2 separate regions of the Mus musculus genome follow, and region 2 is linked to region 1. The links are chromatin contacts, called in public HiChIP or PLAC-seq maps. All regions are on one chromosome and are shown on one strand. The core of a region is the stretch at or near the end of the contact, and the rest is flanking DNA. Distances in the headings are between cores, read along the strand shown.

Region 1 (7,367 bases), core at 1,826-4,325:
GCAGCCTCCCTCCTGAACACCCTTCCCTGGGGAACAGGTTCAAGTCTCAGCCTTAAAGCTCATCAATGGGGGCAACTGCATGAGAAGACCAAAATGGTCAATACAAATAGGTGAAGATCCAAACTTCACTTGTAGCCAGAGCAATGTAGGTTTTAAAGGAGGCATGTTGCCAGTTCCGATGGCAGACATTCAGAAACCTGCCAGGCTGGCCAGCTGACGACTACTGTCAGCGCATGTTAACCAGCAAATGATGACGAGGGCTTTGCTGGGGGAACAGAAACTGGCAGAGTTAGTGACAGAGGAGGGCTTCTTACTGAATGGCAGAACATCATAACATGCATGCCACCGAATCCAACAGTCCATCCCTAAGAACCCATCTTAGAAGCAACAGTAGTCTATTGACTTGCACGCCTCTTTGATTAATGACTGTCGACCAGATGAGAAACTTCCTAAGAGCCAGGATGATCTGATTCACTATCTATAGCTACGGAGTCCGAAACAGGGGCCTTGTGCATGTTAAGTAACTGATAGTTGTTACAGAAACAAAAACATAAACATGTTAGCAGTGAACAAGGAAAACGGAGCATCCAACCAAAAATCTTCTCCTTGTTCATATTAGGTTGGGAGACTGACTCACCATGGCAACAGCTCACCATCACCACAAAAAAACCTGACCATAATACTGGTATACCCAAAGACCTGGTTGCCATGTTTACACCTCAAATCCCCAACTTCCCAGCTAATTCCACAGGTAAAATAGCCATTAAAAACTCCTAAATAAGTCTTTTAACGCAGTCTGGTTTTAAGATATGAAAATCTCACCATAGACTGAACAAATAGTATCTATGTGACCAGTCCAATGTCCAAAACCAAGAGTACTCTCAAGAGACACAAACCTAAGTTCTATTCTCCTGGTACGCCCTTCCTCAGGAAAACAGAACCTTTAGAAATACTAAGGCCACAAATTTGTTTTCCAATACAACACAACAGAAAGCGCTAGACACTTAGGAACCCTCCCTTCTTCAAACATCAGTCCAGCAAAAGGCCTGAGGAGATATGTGTGGATGTGGTCACTGTTAGTGCACTCTGAGAATTACAATAAAATAATAAAAGGAAGTAACATATTTTACTTTGTTTTACAATCATTTGCAAGATGACCATCCATCAAAAGATCTGGTATTAATACCAAAAGTTTTCATAAGTCCAGAGTAATGAATCAAAAGTCTTCGGGTGTGAGACACGGGAAATTGTTATTAAAAGTAAATACTAGTGAAATCCAATCTTCTATGAAAATACTTGAAGGATTACAAATAAGGCATTCTGTCCATCCATTGAGTCACAGGTGCGATGTGGGCTGACTTCAGGCTAATTGCAGATGAGAGGGGGAAATGAAAGCAATTAACACCCATTCTGGATTTCTAGATGCCACATAGGGAAAAGTGCTTCATCCATTTCAGCGAGGTTAGGTAACTCCCCTGAGGTCACACAGTACAGTGCTGTGGAGCCCTTTCTGCGGAAGTGTGGCTGATGGATTTGAAGAGCAGCAAGCGGCTCAAGTCCTTGCTAGGACCTCTTAAGCCACCTGGCTCAGTCACAAGACTCAGTGATGGGAAGACACCAACTTCCTGGAGAGCTGAGTCAAGAAGAGGAATAGGACCATTGAGCAGGGCCCTTCCAATGTTAGCAAGTCCTGCAGCAAAGAGCATGCATGACCTTTTACCTCCTAAACCTGTGCAGTTCCTCTTTCTTGACCCATATTCTCAAACCACACTTTGAACAGGATAATTAGTCGTGGTATTTTTAAAGTGTGTCAGATTAACTGTCTCTAGGATCTTGCTTTGTTCACAAATGTTCTGATGGCAATCATTAGCTACCAAGCGGTAGAGAAAAGCATGCAAAACGGCCTGGATTTCCAGCCCCAGCCCCGCTTCCTCATTAAGCCCCACACAGGCAGGGTGTCGACTCACTGACTAATAAATTGCTAAAAATGGGAAGTGATAAGAACACATCGGTTCCCTGAAAAATCCCAGCTGGGTAAAGAAAAAGGAACTAGACCGAACCCAAAAGAAGGGAACGCTGCAGGCCCAGGAACGCCAAAGTGTGCAAGGGTGCGGCCTCAGCTAGGAGCCAGGCCAACTGAGCCACTACCCGGCGCCCAGCGATCCTACCCTACCCGGCTCGCTACTCCCGCGTGGACTGAGGTGCGTGCCCTGACCCTGTCCACGCCCGACGCGTGTCCCTTTGCCCGGGTCGCGCGCCCTAGTCCTGCAGGGCGCGCGATCCCACTGCGGGAAGACGCTGCAGCTCCTCCGCCCAGGGCGCTGCACCCCATGGCGCTTGGGGATGCGGGGTGACCGCGGCGGCCTCACGGTCCCTTGGCCACGGCTGGCACCTGCGGCTGCGCCCAGAGCTGTCCCGCCCGAGGCCGCTGCTGGGCACCTGCGGCAGCCGGCCCACCTACCTTGCTCCTTCAAGCTGGTGATGAGCTGCAGCTGCTTCTCCTCGTCCGAGCTGTTCATTTTGGCGGGTGGGGCTGGGGATAAAAGGCAAGGAGGGAGAGGCGAGGGGGACACGGGGGAGGGGGAGCAGAAAGCAAGATGCCGGTGGCGCGGCGTGCGGCTGCACTACCCGGAAGTTGGGATCGCTCCCGCTCCTCCTCCTCCTGGCGCGCCGCACGCGGTGAGATCATCCCACGCACCTACTCGCGGGCCCTGGCTGCCCCACCTGCGGCGGGCGGGTCTGGGCGCCTGGCCCGGTAGGGGCGTGGGCCGCTGGAGGCGGGTGAAGTGTCACGGCCCTGGGGCGCCTGCGATCCTCCCAGGTGGCTGTATGCGGTTCTGCTAAGGCCGCCGCTGCGCCAGGCTTTCCACCCGAGGCGCGCACCATGGAGACTCGACCCGGGTTCCCCAGGTCCGCCACCCTAGAGCTGGACAGCGGATCTGAGCAGGACCGGACGGACCCCAGAGGACCAGGCTCCTATCCTAGTTCTCAGTCACTGCTCATTGGAGCCAGGGCTGGAAAACCCTCTGTTCTACACCATGCACCTGTCCACCAAGCAAGTGCATGTTTGCAGTCTGTCTGGCTAATTGAGTCACCGCAGTCTTGAGGAGTAGGGGGTAGTGGGTAGCAGTCTGAGGGAGGGAGGGAGGGAGGGAGGGAGGGAGGGAGAGAGAGAGAGAGAGAGAGAGAGAGAGAGAGAGAGAGAGAGAGAGAGAGAGAGAGAGAGAGAGAGAAGAGGTGATGGGGGCGTGGCAGTCTGATCGCAGTTCCAGCGTGTGTGAAGAGGCCAGAGTCAGAACCTGGGCCCTGCCTCCAAGTGCCTCACCAGGCCAGAACTGCAGGGAAGGTCATCTGGTTCCGGTGGGAGGATCTTGCATCTTGGGGAGGCTGGCACTGCACTCTGAATACCCAAGGTCACTTTGTTGCATGACAGGGAGCCTCCTGTGTAAGGACTGAAGACAGTCCTTGCCTCTCTTAAGGACCCTCGGTGGCATTTACACCCAACTCTGGGGTAGACCTGGGCAAACATATCTAGGCAGGCTTGCATTCTCCAACTCTAGTTCTCCTAACATTTGCTTGACTCTCCCAAGCTCTGGAATTGGTCTAAAGAATGGAAATAATAAAGCATACTCTTTTAGAATTTAAAAAATTGAACAGGGAGAGGAATTTGACCACAACATCAAATCTAAAAAATAGAAGTGCTTGTCTAGCATGCGCTAAGGCCCCACAATCCATCCGGTCCACCTCCAATAAGGTGGACCGAATGGATAGGTATGCCGCCTGCTCTGCGCAGAGGATTTTTTGTTTTTTATGATTACAGGTGTTATGGTTGCTAATAACAAGTTGAGAAAAGCACAGTTCTTTATTCCAATCATTAAGCGCTCCAGATAAATCCGGGTTAAGTGAGCCTTCTGCACAGCCCTCGTTTTCTTCATCCTCTCTAAACTCATATAGAACACCAGCTCTTCATTCCTTGCGTCTCAATTTAGGCAAACGCCCCAACTCGGCTGGTAGTGGCCCTGCCAGGAGACGTGTATTGATATTCCCATAGATCCTATTACCAGTATCTTTCTGGTACTCATTATTCATACCATCTCGTGGTGACCGTTGAAAAATCAGAATCGGCTATTCCCTTTTAAGAAATGGCAGTGGTTTAGAATGCATAGTTTAACTGTTCGGGTGGCCTGAGGTGGCAGTGTGGATTTCTAAGTAAAAAGAATGAAAGATGGAACTTTATGAAATTATTTCAGTGTGGGGATTTTGCTATTTGGTCCTTCCTGGAATGTTTCATAAGAATGTTTCATAAGTTCAAAATATTTTCCAGTCAGCTACAGTGATGATCATAAAGATTGGTATAGGCTCAGGACACACAAGACCAAGTTCTCTGCCCAAAGATTTGCCCCAAAAGGACAAAGGTCAAGGAGTAAGAAACAAAGACAGGAGATAGAGGATGAGGGAGAAGGAAAAGGGAACAAGGGAGGAGGGGACATGGTATTTGTCCTAGAAAGACAAAGGACAGCCTCTAGATGGGAGCCAGACATGGCCCATAGGAAAATGGTGGTTTATATAAGGTAAGGGGAGAAACCCTATGTTAGGATGAGGTGTTTAATTTTAATTGGGCATGTTAATTAGGTGAGTCAAAGGGGCTTTTGTTTCCCGGACTTCAACACTTAGATTGCTGAACCTTGGTAGTCAGCCTCAGGAGGAGGGAGTGGCCAAATAAGGGAATAGATTTTGATGGTTAGTTTTAGCAATGTAATCTAATGGTTTTTAGCCAAGACAGGGGGAATAGAAGAGAAGGGCAAGGCTTGCCAGAGCCATGCTTGACATGTTAACATGCCTGGGGTAGTTAGAGCTCCTTCAATGATCCCAAAAGATAACCACATGGTCTTTCTCCTGGGGTTACCTTTTTAGTCCTAGGACTTGAAAGGTAGGAGATATGCGAGTTTTTAGCCAATTGCATGACCATATGAGGATGGGCTGCCACCAGGTGTTTTGTGAAATGAATGATAATTTATTTCTAGAAACACACACACACACACACACACACAGAGAGAGAGAGAGAGGAGATTCAAGTGATCAGAAATAACTACCTAGCTTTGTAAGGCAGCCATGAAGCTTGTTAGCCTATGACCAAACCCAAGGAACCAGAAGTACCTTCTCCAGCTCCATCACAGGGAAGCAGGATGTCCTGTTGATATTTAGATTGGTTTACAAATCTCCACTCTTTTAAATGGCTGATAGAATTGTCAATTCCAACAACAGTATGATGTCTGGGGAGTTTGAGAGTCTCAAATTGAAATGTTTTGGCCTCACAGTGAATCGGTGGCTCATTGAAATGAATTCCATGTACCCTCTTTGAATTAAAATAGCCACCTGAAAAACAAAGCCCTATTATCCTGAGGCCATGCTATGAATTATTAGGCTAACTATTAGATTTACTTCTTGGGATACAGAGCTTCTGTTACAATGACTTATTTATATGGCATGAATATTGATAGGAAGGATAGAGTTATATAATTAGTTTTTGTTCTGCTTAATAATGCATACGGGGATTTGTGTTTCATTGCATTGACGCTGTTAGTAACCATCAAACAACATCAAATTTGAAACATCTTGAAATGTTTGTGTGTTATATACGTATATGAGGTCAGGAGGTACCTTCTAAAGATGAACTAAAAGACTTGTAACAAACATGGGATTGTGGCTGTCTCTAGGGATAGAAGACGGAATATCTGACTCTAAGGAAGGAGATAGAGAAGGGAGCACAATGAGGCTATTTAGTACTTGTTTGCTTTTTGGTAATTACAATGTATGTAATTTTCTGTACTATGTAGATAAAACTATGATGTAGCGAGATTTGTCATCTTTGACCCACTCATTCTGTGTTAGGGAGTCAATCCTTAGAGACTTGCCTGCAGGGTTATTTACCATAAAGTTAACAATGATATAAAAATAGTAACATTTGAATGTTACTTGGCAATGCAAAGAAACAAAGTTGTGATACATGACCCACTATGGGCAAACTTTGAAAAACATGATTCTAAGTGCAAGAAGGCAGTCAGAAAAACCCGAACTACTGCACGATTGCCTTTATATAAAATGCTCACAACAAACAAACACATAAAGAAAGTTGACTAATGATTTGTATAGAACTGGGGATAGGGAGAAAGAAAATATAGGCAATGACTCCTAAAAAGCATGTGCATTGGAGGTGGGGGAATAAACTAAAATACATTGTATTTCAGATTGCATAACTATGGATATCCTCAAAACTAGAATTGTACATTCTGCCCATTTAGAAAAGTCTTTGGTTATCTTCATTGATGATGTTACCTATATCCCTTGTTAGCATCCATGTAACATGGTGGGTAAAATACAATTCAATAAAGCTCTTAATTTTTTTTTTTTGAGATATGGTTTCTCTGTATAGCTGTCCAGGCTGTCCTGGAATTCACTCTTTAGACCAGGCTGGCCTCAGAAATCTGCCTGCCACCGGGCATGGTGGTGCACGCCTTTAATCCCGGCACTTGGAAGGCAGAGGCAGGCGGACTTCTGAGTTCAAGGCCAGCCTTGTCTACAAAGTGAGTTCCAGGACAGCCAGGGCTATACAGAGAAACCCTGTCTCAACAAAAACAAACAAACAAACAAACAAACAAACAAACAGAAAAACCCAAACCAGCAATTTCTAGAGGAAAAAGACTTAAATAAATAACTATTAAAACAATGTTTCATATACAATTGTTTTTAATTTTTCAAATGTACATATAAAAATGTTCTACTTTTTACTAGAAAAACCGTCATATATGCTTAATCTGTTTCAGTTTAATATATATTCCACATCATTCCAGCATATCAATGAATAATTAGCAATTCTTACGTTCTTAGTTGCGTTGTTACTAATATATTTGTATTTGTAAATAATGCAGTCTGAATATATGGACTACATCTAGGTACATCACAGTTCAAATGCTAAAACAAAACATGACATTCATGTCTTCAATGTAACGGAAGAGAGCTGAGGATACTGCTGCCTCGGAGGCACCTGCTTGGCAGGAGTGCATCCTGATTTGCTCTCCAGTACTCCTCCTTCCTCTCCCCTCCAGTTAACAAAAGCAGCTGCAGAAGAAGACGCCCTGCATATGCTTGCAACAGCACCAGGAAATGAAGAGCTTTGGTGTAAATCGAGCGAAATTTCTGAAGATCTGGATGCTATAAAGTGCAATGCATTGATGAAAGCAAAGATTTAAATAAATAGAACTAGAACACTCCAAAATGTCTATTCCCAAAATTTGTTCTGTAGATTTCACACAGTCACAGCCTGAAATCCCCTTGAGTCCATAAAGATCGATCAGCTAATTCCAAAA
Region 2 (7,367 bases), core at 1,395-3,894, 57 kb after region 1:
CTGACCTGTTCATTCATTCATTCCTCACTGTAGGACTGTGAGGACAGATACTGTCTCCTCATGCAACACATAATCCGTGAGGCTTTCTAAGCTCAGGCAGGACAGGTATCTCGCACAAGCCGACACAAATGCAAAACTGAGGCACAGGAGACGAGCTGCTCTGTGCAGCAGCCTTTTCTGCAAAACAATGGCACCCACCTAAGGTATCAGATCAGCCACAAACACCTCTGTGCATTTCATGTGTGCAGGTGTGTGCTCTTCTGTGTACATTTGTGCATTTAAGGGTTTGTATATGTACCACATGTGTACAGATGCCCACAGAGGAACAAGAGTACAAACATTGTGAGTCCCCTGACGTGAATGCTAGGAACTGAACCCACTGTAGGAGGAGCAAGCACTCGTAACTGCTCCAAACCCACCTCATCATCTTTTTGTTTGTTTTGCTTTGTCTCTTGAGATATGGTCTCAGACTACAGAGCCCCGGCTGGCCTGGAATTCTTTCCACATAGAGCAGGCTGGTCTCACACTCACAGAGATCTGCTGCCCCTGCCGCCCAAGGGCCGGGATGATTGCCATTTTGTCGTATTTGCTTCACTTTTGTTATCTTTGATGACAAGTCCTACAAGTCAGTATTACTGCCCCTTCTTGATACAGAGGTATCAAGTTAATGGTTAAGAGCATGCACTGTTCTTACATAGAACCAGAGTTTGTTCCAAGAACCCATGTTTGGCAGCTCACCACTGCCTGTAATTCCAGCTCCAAGGGATCTGATGTCTCTAGCCTCAGTGAACACCTGCACTCATAAGCATGGGTACACACACACACACACACTGACACACACACATACACACCAACACACACACACATACACACCAACACACACACACTGACACATAAACATGCATACACTGATACATCATACACACCAACACATACACACTGAACATACACACCAACACACACATACCAACATACACACAAACCGACACACACTGACACACACACTTAAAAATAAAATAAATATTAAAACAAAGTAGATACAAAGACACCGAGTTTCAGAAGGAGCTACCCAAGCCTCCTGGTTAATATGGAGCTGAGAATAGATTCTAACTTGGATCTCCTGACCCCGAAAAGCAGAATTATTTTGGGCATCTCTACAAAACCACAGTTGATGACAAGTTGGGGCTCATACATGTTGGGCCCTCACTGTGTGGATGCCGAGAGGTGATATTCTACAAATAAGGGGTGCACAGGAAGACAAAAGCCAGTATGATTTTCTATGCCTAACTATAAATCCAGGACGCCTGGGAGAGCTTGAAGGAGAGAAGGTGTAAGATGCTGACTTTGCACATAGCAAGGTTACTGCCAGTGAAACCCTGGGGTCCTCCTGTCTCCTCCCCAGCACTGTGTTTACAAGTACAGGCTGCCCAGCTTTTGGGGGAGGGAAGGAGGCTGTGTAGTGGACTCAGAGCACTCCCCGCAAGCACTTTAGCTATTGAGCTATTTTTCTAGGCCAGAAAGACACTATTTTTGAGACTTGAATGATTTCCTCTGAGCTCTACCTGAAACTCCAAAGTAAATACATTATCTACTATAAGGGACTCAGGATATGTGGACTTCTCTGACCACGAATACATTGTAGCCCAGACACAGCTCTGTTTTTTGACCACTACTCTGGGGCACTCCACTGCTCCAATAGGGGAAAAGTTCACCCCCAGGGAGGGAGAGGGGGAGGGAGAGGTAGAGGGAGGGGAAAGACAGAGAGAGAGAGAACAAGGAAATATTCAAAAGGAAATATTCACTGTGGTTTATTCCTTGGATGACTTGGGTATCTGCAGTGTTGCTGCTGGGTCCATGTACTTCAGCTCACGTGGACTCATCAGCCCTGTAAGAAATTACGGGTTTTACCTCACTAAATAAATAAATAAATAAATGGATTTCAATCCAGTCTGCTAATTTTTCTAAGGATTAGCCTTCTCCAGTGTTCCCCAGAGAAGGGGAAACCATCTCATTTTTAACTAGGTTTGGTGTTTCTCAGGGATAACCTGGTAAAACTGTATCTCTTGACACGTGTCTCTTTAGAACACTCAGATCTGTCACCTAATTAAGAAGCTTTATTGACATCCCAAACCATTGTCCTGATGATGGCAAAGCATTTCAGAAGTTTCCCTGAAGATCAGCAAAGTTTCCTAGTTTTTCTTTGGTTTGGATTCTGCGATGTACATAAATGTAAATCATCAAGTGAGTTGTGATTTTTTTAATTACTGAAAAAAAGTGATTAATTCCGATAAGGATCACTCCAAAGGTAATAAAGATAAAAGCTGTCAAAATTAATTAAACACATATTCATTAAATCCAAGGTAGCTTTGGATTCTTTATTGCACAAATACAATTAACGTTTAATCTGAATCTTGGTGAGTTACATAATCATGTGCCTTAGAAATAAAGGGAGGGTACAACCTTGGCCTTCTCCGGTTTACATGGGAAAACATTAATGACGCTGACATCGGAGACAATTAGACAGTGTCAGCCGATTGTTTTTCGCCAGCTTTCTCTCACATCTGTGGTGTCTACAAGCAAGAAGGCTCATTGTTTGCACCGGCCTCCTTCGGGCCTTGGCTTTTTGTGTAAACCGTCAATCTCTTGGCGAGTATCAAAGCCGTGAGGAAATTAGACCGGACCAGCTCTGCTGCCCCACACTAAAGCTTAGCAGGGAGCATCCACTATTCTTCTAATTAGGCAGTGACCAACAAAATAACCTGTCAATGTCTGCTAGCCATTTCCCACACACCTGCACTTCATACCCTAATAAGCGTTCAGCAAGAGGGAGAAAGGAGCAACTGCTGAAGGGTGAAAAATGAACAAAATATAACAATGTTTCCATTCCACCTGTGCCTCCGGCAATTTCCATGTAACATTAGGGGTACTCCCCATGTCTGAAGACTCACAATACAGTATCTGAAATCTGAACCCAGGGGGGGAAGCCACACAGTGAGACTGTATTAAGGTTTGCTTAGAAAATATCACACCAAGAAGAATCTAGAGTTATGTATGAAACCCAGGAAACTGAAAATGACCATAATTTATATTAGGTGCCAAGAGGCTGACTTAAAAAAAAAAAAAAAAGCAAAACAAAACAAACAAAAATCATTTTCCAGTGCAGTCTCTGAAGGAGAGAAATGCATGTGATTTTATTTATCACTTCTGTTCATAGAACACAAAAGATAACAGAGACTGAATATGGCACGTCCGTGTTTTCAACCCTCCCCATCGTGACTCAGGAAGCCTGTAACCCCCAGTCATCATGCAACCTACCATACATTAATTCATTTCTTTTACAGACCTCTGGTTTTCCATGGGTTCCTACTGTCATCTTCTGGAGATATTTCTGCAAACAGCTTTACCATGTCTACTACTGTCATTCACAGACAAATGTCTCTGCCATGCTGTCCAGGAAGCCACAAAGGTACAAAATCAAGCAGACCACAAACACTCAGATTACTCTCCTGCTTTAAAGTGAGCCTGAAAACTCACAATCCAACTACAGAAACATCCCCTAGCAGCTTTAACAATAGTATTCTCAGAAGATGGCAGCCCGAACTCGCTCTGCTTCATTACTTGGGTCCTGACATTCACTTTAACACTAGTCTTTATTGACTTCAGAATTTCTGAATACAAAATATACTACGTCTTAGACATACTCACACACACACACACACACACACACACCAAAACTAAAGAACACAGCAATTGGTAGTTCTACCTGAAATGACAGTAACTGTAGCTCTAACTTAAGGACTATGAAGCGAGCACGCTTTGTACAATACCACTCTCTACTTTAGTCCGCCCCAAACAAAGACCTTGTGGTATAGGCACCTACATGATAGATTCCTTATGAAAAGACTTTTAAGACCATATATGCTTTTCAAAAGCTCCTATTTGTGCCTTAGAGGAGAGAGAGAGAGAGAGAGAGAGAGAGAGAGAGAGAGAGAGAGAGAGAGAGAACACAGAAACATAAGAACAAAATTGTTAGGGGAGGGTGCATCTTTGCATCTTAATGCACCAAGGAACGAGCTACATTGTGTCAGCATCTTCCTGGACCCCAGACAATGAAGGCCAAGGTGTAATTGGGCTTTGGTAGATACTTCTGAGCTAACTTAGCTTTTCATTAGAATTTATCCAAAAACAACATTTATAAATAAAAACTTTTCTCCACCTCTTCCTACTTGAAGCAAGTACAGAAGGCCCCTATTTAAAATGCAGCCCCCAGCCACCACCAGCCTGCGTGTTCAGCTGCCAGTGGCTTTTGTGTACAAAGATGTTAATTGGTGCTAATCCCCTCGTAGAAGCTGTTTTGGTAGCCTGACCTGGCACCCTGAAGAAGGACACCTTGGTGTGGAAAACTAAAGGGTCCATTGAGGAGGGAGTGAAAGGCAGGGGAGCATTCCAACACATTTTAATTTTAGGAATTAAAAAAGAGGAAGATCATGATGGAGACCCTAGAGAAATTTTGCAAAGCTTTAATGCTGGTCCTACAAACACCCGGGCTACACACACACACACACACACACACACACAGAGAGAGAGAGAGAGAGAGAGAGAGAGAGAGAGAGACCCTAAAATGGGGACAAAGAGGGACTCAGGATCTCAGTTTCTCCATTTTACTACTTCACTACTTCAGTTTTCTGCAGTCAGAAAAGTGAATGTGGTTTATGTAATTTGCTGAAGTGTCTGGCGCTTCCCATCCTAGCTGAACTGATCAACAAGCTTATGAAAACCAGATTCGGATCCTTTCCAGCTCCCACGGACTCTGCAGGAGGCTTCATTTGGCCAAAGGACAGTATCTAACTCAATGGCGTCAGTTATATTTGTATGAGAGGTCCCTCCTAAGAGAAAGGTTAAGAGAAATTGGTAATTCTTGATAGCAACTTCGAAGTCCCTCTACTACAGTGGCAAGGAAACGGTGTCTCGATGCAGGGCGCTATTCTACACAGCAATTTAGAGATTACACATTCACACCTTGGGTGGCAAATTATGCTAATGGAATGCATGATGGACAACCGTGAGGTTGGGAGGTTTTGGACAGAGTTCACAGATCAACTTCATGGGTGGAAGGAGCAGGTCTTTCATCTAGCATAAGCTGACTAGACTGTGCTAAAATAGACTGCTAAAACCACAGGAAGGGCCAAACTTTCTTCAGTCAGGACCCAATTTATAGTCTCCACACTGATTTTTGAAGCTTCTTCCTTCTCTCCCCGCCCCCTTTAGTGCAGCAGATGCAGATGACAAAAGGGCCAGGATGTGGACTCTACTGAGAAGGTGGAAGGTGCTTCAGGATTTGTCTTCAAACCCGGAATGAGGAGGGCAGACTTTTCTGGTTCTAGGAGCCGAAGTCGCTCTCCGTGTGCTGTTAGATTCTACGTGGAAGAGGAGACAGAAAGATTGTAAGAGCCAGAGGTGGAGGAGGACTCGAAGGAAACAGCGTCTCCCAGACACACCAGGACTGATGCACGCGTGAATCCACTTAGACTGTGAGAGCACACAGGAGACCTGCAAGTACTCAAACCAGAGGAAATCCCAGGGCTGAGAGGAGGAAGTGGGCAAAAGTCCCACCCCTAACTCTATGTATCTAATGCCTGCTGGGAAGGGAGAGCAGTGTCCTCCAGTGGAGAGTCACTGAGACCCTCCACTACACGCCAGGGCAGGCTCCATGTGCAGGAGTAAAGCTGGCCAACACAAAATGAAATTAATGTTGTGCGTGCACACTTGTGTGTGTGTGTGTGTGTGTGTGTGTGTGTGTTGTTTTGTTGGGTAATTTGTTTGGGGACTTTTTGCTTTTGTTTTTGTATTACTAATCTTTTTTAGCTTGTTTTGATTTTTTTTGTTATTGTTTTGTTTTTGTTTTTGAAAAAGTAAGAGAGAGCAAAAGAATATGAAGTTGGATGGGTACGGGAGGTGAGGAGAAGCTGGGAAGGCGAAAGAACATGATCAAAATATATTGTCTGAACATTTTAAAAATAAAAACTATTTCTTTAAAGAGAGAGCTGCCTGGGCGTTAGGTGATGTAGAACTCAGAAGGTATCATTTGAGTCTGGGCTGAAATGCAATGAACTCCTTACTTGACATGCTCAGAATCCTGGGTCTGTCTCCTTACCTAACAGATAGGCTTAGAATCCTGGGTTCTGTCTCTAGCACCAACAACATGCTCAAATTTATTTATTTTTAATTTTCAACATTAAATTAATTAAATTATTAGTAATTAATTAAATTGATTAATATTTATTAAATATTAAATTAAATATTTAAAATGTGTATGTGGTGCATGTGCAAGAATATATGAGTGTACACATGAGGAAGCCAGGTGTCTTTCTCTAGCACCCTCCACCTCATTGCCTTGAGACTGGGTCTCTCAGTGAACTAGAAGTTTGCCTTTTTGGCAGGCTGGCTGGTCTGGAGCTGAGCAAACCAAACTCCACTCTAAAAATGAGTCCTTTAATATAAAACTATTTCACAATTATTTGCTGGGGGATGAGCATCATTCACACCAGGTCATTTATTTTTATGTGTCCGATTAGTAAAGAAAGAATTTAAATATATTTACCAATTCAAAACATTGTGGGTAAAAATTCATGTGTAACTCCAATACTCATATTCACCATACAACCATTATAAAATCATACCAGATAATCAAAACTAAATGGAAATAAAGGCTGGGGAGATGCCTCAGAGGTTAAAAGTGCTGGCTGCTCTGTCCTCAGGACCAGAGTTCTTGATCCTAGCATCCCTAACATGTGACTTACATCTGCTTAAGAATCCAGCTCTAAGTCATCAGGTGCTCTCTGCTGGCTTCCCCAGACATCTCTACACATGTGTAGACACATGTTCACACAGGCATATACACGCCATACATGAGAAAAATTTAAAATAAATATTTAAATATTAAGTATAGAGGTACTTGTATAGTCCATAGTAGATGTTCAATTAATGATTATTGAATTAAACTTTTTACCATTTCCTCTGTGTTAGAAGGTTAATTCTGTCTCTACAGAGGGGGAGAGACTTTGGACAGTTTCTCCTATCCATTAAGTTGTTCTGAAATAAATAAACATGAAGTCCTGGCACACACAGGTCCAAGTGTGGGGAGGGGGGATGACCAACTGACCCCCAAGTCTTCACTGTTATTTTAGTTTTGCACCACCAGGGATTGAATCCAAGACCCGACACATGGTTACAGGTTAGGCTGGTGCTATATCTCTCTCCCACTGAGCTGTACCCCTGGCCCCCATTCCTAGCCACCCTTGGTTTGGTGCCTGCAGAGATGAAAAGAGTCCCTTGGATCTGAAGTTATAGGTGGTTGTGAGCTGCCC

The links. HiChIP or PLAC-seq counts read pairs in DNA pulled down with a chosen protein or histone mark.
Region 2: a contact with region 1 is called in an H3K4me3 HiChIP or PLAC-seq map of embryonic forebrain, with 2.3 times the contacts expected there. The contact joins the enhancer-like site here to the promoter of Shtn1 in region 1. A contact is called at or near these places in 3 of 39 promoter capture datasets (the 3T3-L1 cell line, embryonic stem cells and stem cell-derived epiblast-like cells), 3 of 484 Hi-C or Micro-C datasets (cerebral cortex, cortical neurons and nephron progenitors), 3 of 115 datasets of contacts at active chromatin or transcription factors (bone marrow-derived macrophages, embryonic forebrain and forebrain) and 2 of 9 other capture datasets (adipose tissue and liver).

Annotation. Positions count from the first base shown.
Region 1 is chr19:59,072,994-59,080,360 of GRCm38.p6, forward strand. Shtn1 (shootin 1) reads right to left here and starts at 3,076. Exons shown (of 17, transcript NM_001114312.1): 1 at 2,462-3,076. The coding sequence starts at 2,519.
Region 2 is chr19:59,130,802-59,138,168 of GRCm38.p6, forward strand. No RefSeq gene overlaps it. Among named protein-coding and RNA genes, the nearest start is that of Vax1, 36 kb to the right of the region's middle. Within about 2 kb of position 2,645, at least 11 of the 459 cell types and tissues checked have an H3K27ac peak or open chromatin away from gene starts, as enhancers often do. A contact at or near this core is called in embryonic forebrain, where this site is marked.